Linked DNA regions of Mus musculus: all the other regions are linked to region 3. The links are chromatin contacts, called in public HiChIP or PLAC-seq and capture Hi-C maps. All regions are on one chromosome and are shown on one strand. The core of a region is the stretch at or near the end of the contact, and the rest is flanking DNA. Distances in the headings are between cores, read along the strand shown.

Region 1 (4,418 bases), core at 1,898-4,397, 310 kb before region 3:
TGATCAATACAGATTCTATGAGGGCCTGAGTGTGGTGATGGACACCTTTAATCCCCACAATGGGAGGCACAAGCAAGCAGGAAGGCAGATCTCTGTGAGTTCAAGGCAAGTCTGCTTAACATAACTCTAAGACATCTAGAGCTACACCCTGAGACCTTGTCTCAAATACATGAAGAACAACAATCCATTGTACCAAATTCTCAAAGAACAAATAAAAAAAAAAGTGAGCAAAAATATTACCTCAGAAGCTTTGTGAATATTACCTCAGGTTAAAAAAGAAATACTATCCCTGGCCCCCTTAGGCCTGAAGAAAAGCTTTCCCCTGCAAATAGGAAAGGTTTGATACCTGGGAACAGCTGCCAATGGGGCAAATGGGTATCATCTATTACTTAATGGCTGCCTGCTCATTTTACAACGGCCCCACATTACTCTGATGTGTATGAATAATATGTTTAGATAAGGGGGTTGAAAGGATATGGTTTTAGAGACCTTTTAAAATCTAGTGCTTCTATCGAGACCTGAGTTCTGGGGTCCCTTGGGTCTTGTGCAGGACTCAAGGTCCTTGAGCTAGAGCACCGATTTCCTCTTGCCCAGTGTGAGTCTTGATCCAAGTAAACAAGTTCAGTTAACAGCTAGGGAGGGCAGGCACACACCCTGTACTCTACTCTTCCAAGAGCACGGTGGTACCATGTCACCCCATCTCCTACACCACAATACTAAGCATCACCCTGCATATAGAAATGACAAGGGACAGAGCCAGGAACGAGATTAGAGATTCCTTCTGATCCGCCATCCCTTGGCTCACACGGCCAAAGAGAAGTGGGTAGGTGGAGAGATTGTGAATTTAAATCTTGACATTAATTTCATAACCAAATGAGGGGTGTTACTTTACAGAGTGAGGGTGCTGCCAGTGTGAGAGAAAAGAAAATGCAGAGCACGGGTGCAGAAACACTATTGCTGCTACACTGTTCTCCTGACAGCGATGCTCCTCCAGCGTGGGATTGGTGTAATTGCTTAATTTGGGTGATAAGGGGGCCAAGTGCTGCCTCTTCCTTGTTCCTCATGACAAATGAAGAGACATCCCACATCCACGATGCTAGGTTCACCGCCTACTTAATTCACCGCCCCATTTCTCCCTTCCCAGGAGTCTTCCAGGTTCTCTGCTGCGAACACGAAATGCTGTTCCTCTGGCTGAGGATGCTTGCAGTGGGGGTCTCATCGGATCCATTCCACGGGCAAGTCTGTCTCCTGCATTTCAGAACGGGCTCTGCTTTCCCAGCCCTTTCCCAGATACTTTCACATTAATTAGTAAGGGTATCATTTTATAAATTATAGCTTCGTATCCGAAGAAAGCCGAGTTTATCTTAATTCAGTCAGCTGTGTGAAATACCGTACCCTAATTTTAGACTGCCGGTTCTGCGGATCCCCACGGAGTTAGAATGACAGGTCTTCCGGAGAGAATTCCCACCATGTCCCTCCTGCAAGTCTCACTTTTGGCTACAACAGCAGCCCCGGTGGGACTTGCTGAAGGGATCCCAGGATGCTGAGTGGCATCTACACCACCATTAGCAATTCATATTTGTATTCGAATCCTCCATGCGGTGCCAGCAAGCACCCTAGTGGGCTCAGGGGCTCCAGGGAAAGGCCCAGCCATGGAGCAGGCTGACAGGGCCCCTGCAAAGCTGGGAGGATGGTGTTCAGGTTGGTGATAAACACTACCCTGTCTCAGCTGGAAAAGGAGAAGGCTGGCAGACTTAACTACACGTGGGCCAGGCAGGCGCTGGTGCAATTAGAGGCTCCTGGGTCCCTGCTGGGAACCCCCTGGAGAAACACCCATGTTAGAGCAGGGATAGCAGAGAGGGCGTAGCTCCCAGTTTCAAAAGCCTTCATGATCTTCAAGATGCAAACAAATTACACCCCAGTGCTTAAGCAGGGGGTGTACCGTGCACAAAAAGACCGTGCCTCCTGCCCCCTGCCCACCGACTGATGTCTTACCCTTAGTCCTGCCTGTTTACTCTCCTCACACAGCCTGGGACTCAGTTGTTCATTTTTCTGGCTTTTTGCTGCTGCTCCCAATCACCTTGATCATCCCCTTCCAATATTTCTAATGACGACAACCATGCCATTCTAGAAACAACCAGAGCCTAAGGATCTAGATTAATGATGGTGGATGTCCTCAGAGACTCCAGGGCAAGGGACCTGGAATGGAGACCAGGTCTGGGGTAGTTCCTTGGAGATTCTGGGGTATAACCAAGGCCAAGAGCCTTGACTGAGATACTATGAAAAAAATAGCAATGAGGAATTTTTACCACCTTCTCCCACTACTGCAGGCAGCTGTGTCAATATGGAATCCACTTTACTTATTTATTTGAAATAGAGGCTCCCTATGTAGGACATGCTGGTGTGAAACTTGAAATTCTGCTGACCCAGTCTCCTAGATGTTGGCATGACAGGTCTATGCATTCAGGCTTTTGAAATAAAGATGCCTGGACTAGCGGGAGAGCTTGTTTGAAAGAGCTTTCTGTTCAAACATGACTTCAATGCCCAGAACCCACAGGCTTAGGATCCCAGTCCTGGGCAGGCAGTGACAGGACAGTTCCTACAGTTTGCTGGCCAGAAAACCTGGCCTTCTTAGTGAACTCCAGGCTAACAAGAGTCTATCCTAAAAATCATATAGGCAACACTTGGTAATGGCCTCTGCATGTACCTGCACACAGGTACACATGGACCCACCCTTACAGGAAACTGCACATATACGCAAGTGTGCACACAAAGACCTTGAATAAAATCAGCCCTCTTGTAGAAGTGAGGCCAGCTGTCGCTTTCCTGTAGAGCTCTCAAAATGGTCAAAAGGCTGCAGCATCTTCCTGGGTGCCAAAGGCGCCCCACAGAATTATGGAGGGTTTTGTCCTATGTCCATGTGACCTTGGAGCTAGCATGGGCAGCGATTGAACTTTGTATGCTGTCACGTATCCTGACACAAGTTGGCTGTCCAAAATACACAAGGTCCTACTTCTAAGGAGCTAAGATTCTCTCCTGGGGGTTGGAGGCAGGAAGCACTGACTTGTCAGTTAAACAAAAGAGCAGCCCGCAGCCCCCTACCCAGTGTGTACCTCCGCTGTCATCCAACAGCCCATTACCATGTCACAGCACGGCGCACCCTTCCATAGGTCACTTTGTTTAAAATGACATGGATAATGCACATGTCAGCAGGCTGACAGTCCTGGCCGTCCTTCAGAGATAAAAACCTCCAGGCGAGAGGCTGTTCTTATCTGGGGGACACGAGCTGGTCTATCATCTAAGTCAGGCGGAGCGTGATTTCTCCAGAGAGCACTTTTTTCATTTCCTGATTTTAAGGAAATCAAATAAGCACCATTTGTCTTCATCTGAATATGCTTGACCTGCTCAGATGATGGTGTCTCGGGTTTTATAACCGGCTACATATGCTGAATTCAAATTAATGACGGTGGAGAACAGGAGCCTTCAGATCTCTCCTGGAGGCTGTGGTGGAGGCGGAGGGAGAAAGTCCGAGAGATGGATGGGGAACGATCAGGCACGAGAACCAACCGTGGGATTCTGGGGAGGATAAGCCAGCAGGAAGGAGGTGGAAATCATGGAACGGGGCACAGGGGAAGGGAGGACTGACCGATTGCTTTGGGACCATGGAGTGCACACACTCTGAGATTCAGGTAAGTTTTTAAGTTACACAAGGCATCAGAAAAAAATGGAAAGACACTTGTTTGGCAGATGTCAACAGCAAGGAAGAAAAAAACACACCCATAAACCTTTTGCTTTAGTCAACAGAAAACCTACTTTACTGGTCCCGATTTTGATCTTCTGAAGGCTCAGAGTCTGGATTCCTTCTTCATCTGCGTTGATCTGTATACACTGAGGCTGGGCCTCAGCTTTCAGGTAGAGGGGAGACCTGCTGGGGAGATGCCCCTTCCCCAACACCCACCCACAGAAGACAGCAGAGCCCCCACCCCCAGCCCTGTCCACCCTGCCCTGTGAGGAAATTCTTAGCAGTACACCACTGACATTTCTACTAGGAAGCTATGGAAAAGTAGGAGGAAACAAGGAGGTCAGTCAAAGGCAGGTAGACATGACATTATAAATACACAGGAGGAAGTACAATCTTTCTACCATGAACCAAAAAAAAAAAATCAATTTCTCTTTAAAACTGTTTTTGGGGGTCTATGAAGTGAAAATCTGGTGTGACAAAAATGAGACATGAAGCAGCATGTTTCAAAGAGGAGGATGTCACAGATTTGGCACAGTGTATCTTATCATTGAAAATGTCACAGTGTGACCAATAAGACAGCCTTCACAAGGGAACAGGTACCAGTAGGCATGTCACAGTGCACCCAGAGCCTTGTGGGTTGTGTTTGCAGTGGAGGGGGTGGCGTCTTACCTTCTCT
Region 2 (4,527 bases), core at 1,652-4,151, 490 kb before region 3:
TGGTGGTTGGAGATAGGAGGTAACTCTTGAGGAAATCCAAGCAGAAGAGAGAGGGGTAGAGCAAAATTGGGGTGACTTTCCCTTCAACTGCCCCCTCCAGCTCTGCAAAGAGCTTGCTAGAAGATTCCTGCAGAGTACAGTTCGCTCACTCCCTTGCATCCTAGAGTGTCAGTGGGAGTCCCTGAAAGGCTTCTAAGCAGACACAGGAGTGAGTACCGTTAAAAGGAGTCTCCCATTCCCTTGTCTGTCTTTCCTTCCAGCAACCTTATAGTGTATGGAGGAACTTAAAGGTCCCCTTGTAACCTCCCTGCAGAGATGGTAATGGAACACTGGTTGCTTTAAGAGGTTGATGTTTCAGGACAGTGAAGCTATTGTGTACTTAGTAGCCCCCAAGACATCCGTTTGTACCCTAAAAGCCAGGTGATGTTCAAGACAGGAAAACTGGTGGCGGAAGGAAGAACCTTTGAGAACCATAAAAAGGCAGAAGGATCCAGGAAAACACTTTCAGGAGATGGGGCTGATAGAAAGCTGGGGGGGGGGGGGGGAGGAGAAGAGGAGAGGCCAGATCAAGGGAGAGAGGTGGGAACCATGGCAAGAGGGAGAGAGGAGGACATAAGATAAGCAGGAGAACTGTGGGAGGCTCCCTCGCCATCAGAGAAGCAGTCACAAGACAAGAGTGGGAGAGAGCAGCCAGGAAGTGAGAAAGCCTGGCAGTCCTCCCCGGATAAATGACCGAAGGGTGAAGGGCGGTGAGAAGTTTAATTAGAAACCAGCAGGGCTTCTCTCAACTACCTTTTGTGAGGCTTTGGCCCTGTGGTGATGTGCCAGGAGGAAACCAACTCCCCCTGACCTCAGCCAGCAGCATTGGGCCCTCCTTCCTCCCTGTGGTTACCCTGTCGGTACCACGCATGTACACTGGCTTGCTTCCCCACTAACAATGGTCACCCCTGACTGCTCTTGAGTAGGAGTGGACATCTGGAATCACACTACAAGAGGTCTTCCGTCCCACCTCCCCTCCCCTCTGCCCTTTGCTTAGCATCGCTGCAGCCTGGCCTTGGAGACACTTCCCCCATGGATACTGACCATCTCATTTCCTAGTCTCTAAGGGGCTTGCCATCCATCCCCCTCTGACCTGCCAGCGGGAGAGATGACCTCACATTTGTCCTGCTTATTGCTGGTAATAACCATTAGGGACAATGGCAGCAGCTCACACCTGCTGCCTGGCGAGGATGGCAGACCAGGTCTCTGCAGGAGGCCAGAGATGTAAATCCCTGGCCTTTTCATCGCTTCCTTGTGGTCGCACAGCTGTAGTGAGGGAGACAGGGGAAAGGATGCAGTTTGCCTGGCTTGTCTTCTGCTTGGGTTACTGGACTGTGGCCTGGGGTTGCTGATAGGCCAATACAAGACATTGTGCTGGGCTGTAGACACAGCTCAATGGACAGAGTGTTTGCCTAGCATGCATGAAGTCCTGGGTTTGATCCCCAGGACCACATTACCTGGGCATGGTTCAGCAGGGGGATTAGAAGTTCAAGGTCATCCTCAGCTACTCAGCAAATTTGGAACCAGCTAAGGCTGGAACAAGCTAAGGAACTAGCTACTCAGCTAAGGCCCTGAGTTAAGAAGGCAGGCAGGCAGGCAGGCAGGCAGGCAGGCAGAAAGACATCATGCTGTTGGAACCTTGATTGCCTCAGTTATTCATTAGAGTCTAGAGACTCTGGCATATGGAATCTAAGGTGATGATGGTCATATTCTTTGCCTAGCCATCTCTTTGTGATGGATGGCTTCACTCTTGGGCATCTTCACAGTAGCCCTTGTGATCTTTGAAAGATGCTGACAACATCCAAGACAAAGCTTATGGCAACAGGGTCCTTCCGGGCAAACCCCACCCCTAACCCCCAACCCCGTCATTATAGCTAAGAACCTACTGAGGGGAACCAAAATTCAGTGGTCTAAGCTCACAGGTACCTCTTCCAAAGTGTGACACACCTATCAGCCACACAGACATGCGCAGGGCACATCCTTCCTGCCACCGAGTCGCCAGCCCTGCCCCTTTCATCGTCTTCGAGGCGAGCCAACAGCCTGAGAGCAGCCAGCAAGCAAGCTGGGCCCCAGCCCTGCTGTAAAGTATTAACTCATACTGAACACAGTTTGTCTCCGAGGACCCTCTTGGCCCCTTCGTCATCCTGTGCTGACATTTTAATCGTGCTTTTGTGGGAGCTGGCTGGCAGTTTGTCATCGGGAATGGCGCGGCGAGGGGCCAGAGCGGGTTGCTGGCTGTGTCGGCTGCTGAGGGAAGCGGCCCATTCTGACAGACTGAGCAATAATCTGAACTTACTGCGCAGAGCCTGTGGGACACCAGCCGGGCCGCTTTATCTTCTTCATTAAAGTGCGCTCAAAAAAAAAATCCATTTTCCTTTAAAGTCTCAGGAACAGATGGAGTAAAATTAATTGCGCCATTACGTCCCGATAGACAATACCAGAGTGGTTTTCTTTCAACTGTGCATGTGTGTTACAAAGTGCTCTTCGTAAAAGGCAATTACTGCAACATTTGCCATAAAATAAAGGTTGCTTTAATGGGCAATAAACACAGGCTTCAAATTTTGTATGAAATGGGTCTCCAAAGGGCGCTGTTAGAGGCAGCTCAAAGGCACGGCTGACTTTAGTATTTTCTGCTCGGGCTTCAGCTCAGCTAGTTGAGAGAACAATGATTTTTCCTCCACCATTGGATGTATTCTGATAGAATTATGTACATGAGTTAGAGTCACTGTCTGGGCACCTCTTGCCAGATTTCTCTGGCTAGCAACTAGCGGGGATGAGAGACGGAGAGAGAGCAAGAGAGATCACTAGGGTACCATCCAGGGCAGAACCTTCTGCCAAAGATGAAGCCAAGTGACAGGCTGCTGGTTCGCAGGGGATGGAGGACACATTTTCTCTCTCCCAGGTCAGGTGAGGGTTCCTAGTGAATTCCGGCAGCAGGACGCAGTGAGAAATCTATATTCATGTATATTTAGAGCCATTTAAGCCTGAGACTTGGCAAAAGGGAAAATAGTTTGTGCTTTATGACCGAGACAGAGATGATGATCATGAAGACCTGGAGGTAGATTGATGGCCAGACCCTCTGGCCACGACCTCACTTCCTGCTCTCTGAGGACAGCGAGCACACCACTGTTAGGAGCTTGGAATTCACAGTGCTATACAAATCTCCACCAGCCCTGCTGGAGGAACCTGCTTCTCCAGTCCCCTGCCCTTTCTTTAGGAAACCTCACATTAAATCTTCCTCCTCTTGCCGACACCTCAGATGGGGGCGGAATGTAAAGGAGATCAGAGATTCATTTCCCTCCACTATATTTCTACATTTCGGTAATTACAAAGTTAGCATGACATATAAATGATCCATTAATTGAAATATGGACGACACCAACTCCAATATTTATGGCATAAATCCATATTTCATTAAATAAATCCGATAAGCAAATATATCACGGAGAACAGGAGGACATTTTTATTTAAGCCTGAGATCAGAAGCCAGAGGACTGTTTTCCATCCAAAATAATGGAGCTACAGCTTGGAGTGAAAAAAAAAATTAGGTAAGGACGGTGAGACAGAGAGGCTGATGGTGAAAAATGAATGTGGGGAAACTTGGCCTCGGCACACGTGGTCAGGGGCACCAGCAGCCGATGGCCACTGCCATCTGAAACCTGCCATCCCAGTTCAGAGTGCCAAGGTGGTAGCCTGGGGCAATGGTCAGACTCGGGGTGGGGTGGGTGGGGTGGGGGGGGGAATCTTTAGCAGCTACCAGCAGAGCAGAGAGTCTTTTCTTTTTCTGTTCTACTTTCATGGCACTGTATTGTATTTTAGTAGTAGTAGTAGTAGTAGTAGTAGTAGTAGTAGTAGTAGTAGTAGTAATGGTAATAATAATAATAATTATTATTGTTATTGGTCAGGTTATCAAAATGCACAGCCTTGCCTACAATTCATATGTAGCTACGGGATGACCTTGAACTCCTGACCCTTCATTAGGCTCCTGAAGAAGACAGCTGAGGGCATTCAGTACCCTGGTGCTATCTTTACAGTAGTTATGAGCTGCCTGATGTGGGTGCTGGGAACTGAACAAGAGCAGCACAGGCTCTTGGCCAGAGACACCGCTCTAGGCCCTTTGTTTTAAAGTTTTGAGCGAAGGCTTCGTGATGTCATCCAGGTTGTCCATGAGCCCTCTCTCCATCCTGCTGCCTTTGCCTCGTGGGTGCTGTCATAACCAGCTCACTGTGACTTATCAATACACGTATCATGCCACAGCTAACATTTCTCTTTTATTTGGATTGAAAATCTCCAAAATATCCCCCTACTAGCTACTTTGAAATATTCAGCTCATTTGAGACAACCATGCCCTACTGTGCAAGTTGTTTTTCTACCTGCATCCCTGTAGCCACTATCCCCCCTCTTTTACTTCTAATATACAGTCTCAAAGAGGAAATACAACATAACAGATAGACAGATAGACGTATATTGCTACTTAAAGACTCCTAT
Region 3 (4,847 bases), core at 1,246-3,745:
AACTTGTTGAGAACTGGGGAAGCTTTTCCGTTCACGTTTCAGGTTAATCTCTTTTCCCTAAGAACAGAATATCCTCTTTGTAGATCTCCCTGGGGGCTTGGTATTTGCAACATCAAACAGAACGCACAAACCATTGCACCCACTTTCAAAAGCCTATTACACTGTCAACTGGCTTTCCTAACTGCAACCAGGGGAGAAGGCTTACAGACTCCTAAGCCCCTTCCTTCCCCCCAGGCAGTTGGAAAGGAGCCATAATTTCGCTAAGCTACCACTGCATTTTGTCTCACTAAAGAACTCCTAATAAGGCAGGCAACATTCCAAGGAGGAAAAAAAAGCAACTTGAGCTCACTGTAAATCTCACCTCCCCTTTATTCCTGACTCTCTCTAAAAGTTTCAATTGCTGGCAAGCTCTGAGGATGGGGTACTGTCATGCACGGCTACCAGTGACACTTTTCCACACTGCTTAACCAATCATCACAAAATGCAGGTCCACAAGCAGTGTCTGAAGCAAAGGGCTGAGGTGGGATGCCAGCACGCCTCCTCACCTGTGGTATATAGCACTCCTTTGGGGATGTGCAGGAGATCCGAGAAAGAACAGGGGAATAGACTCAGGTTTGAAACATTCAAATGAAACAAATTGTGTTCTTTGTGTTTCTTTTGCCTTGTTAGAATCTATCCAAAGAAATAAAAGCCCACAGGAGATAGTGTTTACCAGCCTGTGCCAGCAGGGACAGACTTGCTTAATTGTTAACAGGGTTCATGAATACCTCTTCCAAAGGGACACCAGTAATGTGTCCCACATAACAGAAGGTTTCTGAAACATGGAGCAATATGTAACTGACAGACAGACACAGAGGGGATAGGGGAATATGCATGCTTCCCTAGGACACACACAAAACCATTTCTGCTGTGTCCAGGGCCACATTTCCTCCTACTTATCTTGAAAGTTTCCATGGTAGCTGTTGAAGGGAGAATTAGAAGTCTTCACAGAATACTACAAGAGAGAGGTGGGAGTCATGGAAGCACAAAGGAAAAGGAGAGGTGGGGGAAGGAGGAGGACAAGGACAGGGAGAAAAGGCCAGAGCTATATGGTAGTGTTTGCTTGGCATGCATGAGGTTCCATTCCCAGCACCACATAAACCCACCTCAACAACAAGAGTAAGAAAAAAAGAGAAAAGAGGGTCAAAGGTGAGGGTCAGAGGTTGAGAATCATCCTTGCCTACACAGAAAGTTCAAGTCCGGCTTTAGCTACCTGAGACCTTCTGAAAAGATGGAGCTGCACATCTGTGCGTCTAGTGAGTGAAATCACAAAGGGACCCTAAGGTTTCCTGTATCTGGCCCCTAAGTACTTCCTCTAGGAGGGCTGTGTGGGCTTGACACAGCTGTGAAGGGCCCAGTTCAGAAGGACTGAGACCTGCCGACACTAAATAAATTCTGGGGGCAGTCTTCAGAGACCATCAATTTTGCTCTGTCACAGAAGTGCTATATTCTCATGCTGAAACACTCTATAAACAGAGTACATGTTCTACACCACCTGTGTGTTAGCGAGGGTCACTTCTTTTCTGATCTGACATCTCTTGGCCTTGAGCCCAGGCGGCCTAGCAGCTGAAGACGGGTGACTCACCCGGTGTGAAAAGCATTAGACACGGCTCACCTGTATCTGCCCTTCTTGTCTCCTCCTAATCTCCTTCCTCTCCACTTTGGAGTTCATCTTTCAACCTAGAAGCTGATAAGAAATGCATCCACTGTGGATAATTTCTTCACTCTGGAGAGAGATTTTTTCTCTCTTATAGAGGGCTGGCCATCACAGTGAAGAAAGCGACACAGCGGGATCGTTCATCTTGACTTTTTATTTATTTATTCTGAGTCCATCTAGAACTGTTGCCTGGATCTGTGGGTGTGACTGAGCCATGAAGAAGTTACCACCCATAACTTTTGACTTTTGATTTTTATTTAACGGCTCATTTGTATAACCTCAAAGATGGAGGGGCCAGCAGACCCCAAAGAGATTGGCAGCTGCGGTCCTGTCAAGTTGGAAGGTTATGTCAGCTGCCAAGTCTGCCAAGCGAGCTCAGCACAGCGAGGGAGCGGAGAGAGATTGGTTACAGCCGTAAGTAATTGATCTGTCTGAAAATACCGGCTAGGAATCCTGGGATTAATGCCCCAGCTCCAGCTGGGCCGCACTGCTCTTTTCCCTCCAGCTCTCTGACAACAAAAGCCGGCCTCCTTCTCCAGGGACAAGACATTTTTATTAAAATCTTTATACAACTTAACAGCAAAGACTCTGTAAAAGCATCCTAGAGATTTGAGGAGGGTGGGGTGATGAGGCGCAGGTTTCCATCCCGAGAAAAACCAACCGACAATTTTTGCCAGCCCCCCTCAGCCCCCGCCCCTCCCCTTTTGATCTGGTTTTCATTTCAAAGCAGTCACCAGCCAGTGGCTTCCCTCGGCCAAATGCACTCAGTCATCTTGCTCTGGCTCTGGCTCTGGCTCTGCAGAATTCTGCAGAATGCATGGAGAGGGAGCTCCGGGAGCGGCGCGCTTAGCTGGAGAGACACGGATGAGCTGTGGAGAGCTGCAGGCAAAAATAAAGTGGGAAGGCATCCAAAGCTGCAGCTGCGCTAGCCCATTAAAAAGCTGAGACTCATTCTGTTGTTCGACCCCACGCTTAGCACCGCATAACTATTCATCAAAGAAATTTCAGTGCAATTAATTAAATTATTCCCATGTCTGGGCTGCGGAGTCGTTATTCCAATATCAACTTTCACTCACTCTCTCTTAAGCTCGTGTTTGCATGCCAAGTCACTACTCTGGGGTTGTCCAGTCTCAATAAAGCTGTGCTCCTCGTCGCTCACACAGGCTATCATTTCTCTTTTTTATTGCCATTTATTTTCCACTAGGACTCTGCTGCCAGGATACTGGCAGGACTTCCAGTATATGGTTGTAATGAAATCTACCGCAGACACTTAACGCAGGGTGAGGATAGAGCTCGGCTCATGTGAGGCTGTAATATAATAAATGCTTTCAGAAAGAGGATTTTTATCAGCTCAGAAATAGAGTGTGGTATCCCTCTCAGACTGAGTGCAGGAGAGGGAAAAAGGTGGAGTCGTTTGAAAATTCCTGTCATAATTAAGTTTATGGCTGAAATATGCCTAATGTGAGAGGTGTGAGCTGCGGCACAGACTGCCATTCATCTCTCCAAGAACAGTTATTAAAAGGGGAAAGGTTTTTTTTTTTTTTAAATTGTTTTGGGGAGATGATGTTTTTAAAACACCATCTTCTTAGTTAAGAACATACAACTGGCATGCTCTTATAATTTGGGAGATCTGACTGCTGCCCCATTGAGTTTGTTCTAACTGTGACAAAATATTAATAAGATTAAGAAAATAATACCCTCAACTTGAGAGACAGCAGACCATATTTAAGGCTCTTGACTGTCCATTGTATATCACCATAGCAAATTACAGGACTGAGTAAGAGTAGATCACTATCTCTCTCAGCAAGAGACAAGAGCCTTCATATGAACCCAACACTGGAAAACACCAGATCGACTTTTAATAAGCTCGGTGCTGGCTCAGACCTGAGAACTTGGCTGTGCCACTGAATGCCCCCCCCCCCAATAAAGAGGTCACCATCTACAGCTGGAAGATAATTTATCCCTCACATCACTGACAAGGGTAAGGTAAGAAATTTGAAAATCCTGAGTATAAGGGCTGGAAATAGAGTTTTGTGGTTAAGAACGCTTACAGCTCTTCCAGAAGACCAGATTTTGGTTGCTAGCATCCATGTGGGGCAGCTTAGGCCTGCCAATAGCTCCAGCTACATGGCACCAAGATGCCTTCCAGACATAGTACACATGGCCTGCCTGATGCTCACACTCATACGTTCACATACTCACATACATACACATGTATTTTTTTAAATCTTTGGTTTAAAGACTACAAAAGAAAAGGTTTTAAACCCTAAGCTTCTATTAAAAACAACAACAACAAAAAAATTAGGCAGGAAAGCTCTCTGAAGAACAGAGTGTAAATATAAAAAGGAGCCTGTGTTCAAGTCACATTCTATTCTTTTTTTCTTTTTTTTCTTAGATATTTTCTTTATTTACATTTCAAATACTATCCCGAAAGTTCCCTATACCCTCCCCATGCCCTGCTCCCCTACCCACCCACTCCCGCTTCTTGGCCCTGGCATTCCCCTGGCATATAAAGTTTGCAAGACCAAGGGGCTTCTCTTCCCAATGATGGCCGACTAGGCCATCTTCTGCAATATATGCTGCTAGAGATATCAGCTCTGGGGGTACTGGTTAGTTCATAATGTTGTTCCATCTATAGGGTTGCAGACCCCTTCAGCTCCTTGGGTACTTTCTCTAGCTCCTCCATTGGGGGCCCTGTATTCCATCCTATAGATGACTGTGAGCATCCACTTCTGTATTTGCCAGGCACTGGCATAGCTTCACACGACACGGCTATATCAGGGTCCTTTCAGCAAAATCTTGCTGGCATATGCAATAGTAAACATTCTATTCTTGACAGTGGAATTGATCCAACCTACTAAGGAATTGTTCTCTTTACTGGTACTTGGATATAATTTCTACGTGGGTCATTACAGTGATGGAAATGATGAGTTGGGAAGAATCAACAGGACTCAACGCTGAGGTTCTCCCAACATGATGAAAGGTATGAGCCCAGAAAGCAAAAGCAATGAAATAACCCAAAGCATAAGAAACACGAGGGAACATAAGAAATACACCGAGGGGCTAGAGAGATGGCTTAGTGGTTAGGAGCACTGACTACTCATCCAGAGGTCCTGAGTTCAATTCCCAGGAACCACACGTTGGTTCACAA

Evidence for each region. HiChIP or PLAC-seq counts read pairs in DNA pulled down with a chosen protein or histone mark. Capture Hi-C pulls out chosen DNA fragments and counts their contacts.
Region 1: an H3K4me3 HiChIP or PLAC-seq map of embryonic basal ganglia shows a contact between it and region 3, with 4 times the contacts expected there. The contact joins two enhancer-like sites. A contact is called at or near these places in 1 of 484 Hi-C or Micro-C datasets (the N1E-115 cell line) and 2 of 115 datasets of contacts at active chromatin or transcription factors (embryonic basal ganglia and embryonic forebrain).
Region 2: a contact with region 3 is called in a capture Hi-C map of embryonic tail, with 5 times the contacts expected there. The contact joins two enhancer-like sites. A contact is called at or near these places in 3 of 484 Hi-C or Micro-C datasets (nephron progenitors and uterus), 6 of 115 datasets of contacts at active chromatin or transcription factors (a beta-TC-6 cell line, embryonic basal ganglia, embryonic forebrain and 3 more) and 2 of 9 other capture datasets (embryonic tail and embryonic trunk).

What each region holds. Positions count from the first base shown.
Region 1 is chr5:131,766,349-131,770,766 of GRCm38.p6, forward strand. It overlaps Auts2 (autism susceptibility candidate 2), which reads right to left. Exons shown (of 20, transcript NM_001363480.1): 5 at 4,412-4,418. Among named protein-coding and RNA genes, the nearest start is that of 4930563F08Rik, 110 kb to the right of the region's middle. Within about 2 kb of position 3,148, at least 11 of the 459 cell types and tissues checked have an H3K27ac peak or open chromatin away from gene starts, as enhancers often do. A contact at or near this core is called in embryonic basal ganglia, where this site is marked.
Region 2 is chr5:131,583,655-131,588,181 of GRCm38.p6, forward strand. The region is part of intron 5 of Auts2 (autism susceptibility candidate 2); the gene reads right to left. Among named protein-coding and RNA genes, the nearest start is that of Gm29681, 170 kb to the left of the region's middle. Within about 2 kb of position 2,902, at least 40 of the 459 cell types and tissues checked have an H3K27ac peak or open chromatin away from gene starts, as enhancers often do.
Region 3 is chr5:132,072,341-132,077,187 of GRCm38.p6, forward strand. The region is part of intron 2 of Auts2 (autism susceptibility candidate 2); the gene reads right to left. Among named protein-coding and RNA genes, the nearest start is that of 4930563F08Rik, 190 kb to the left of the region's middle. Within about 2 kb of position 2,496, at least 101 of the 459 cell types and tissues checked have an H3K27ac peak or open chromatin away from gene starts, as enhancers often do. A contact at or near this core is called in embryonic basal ganglia, where this site is marked.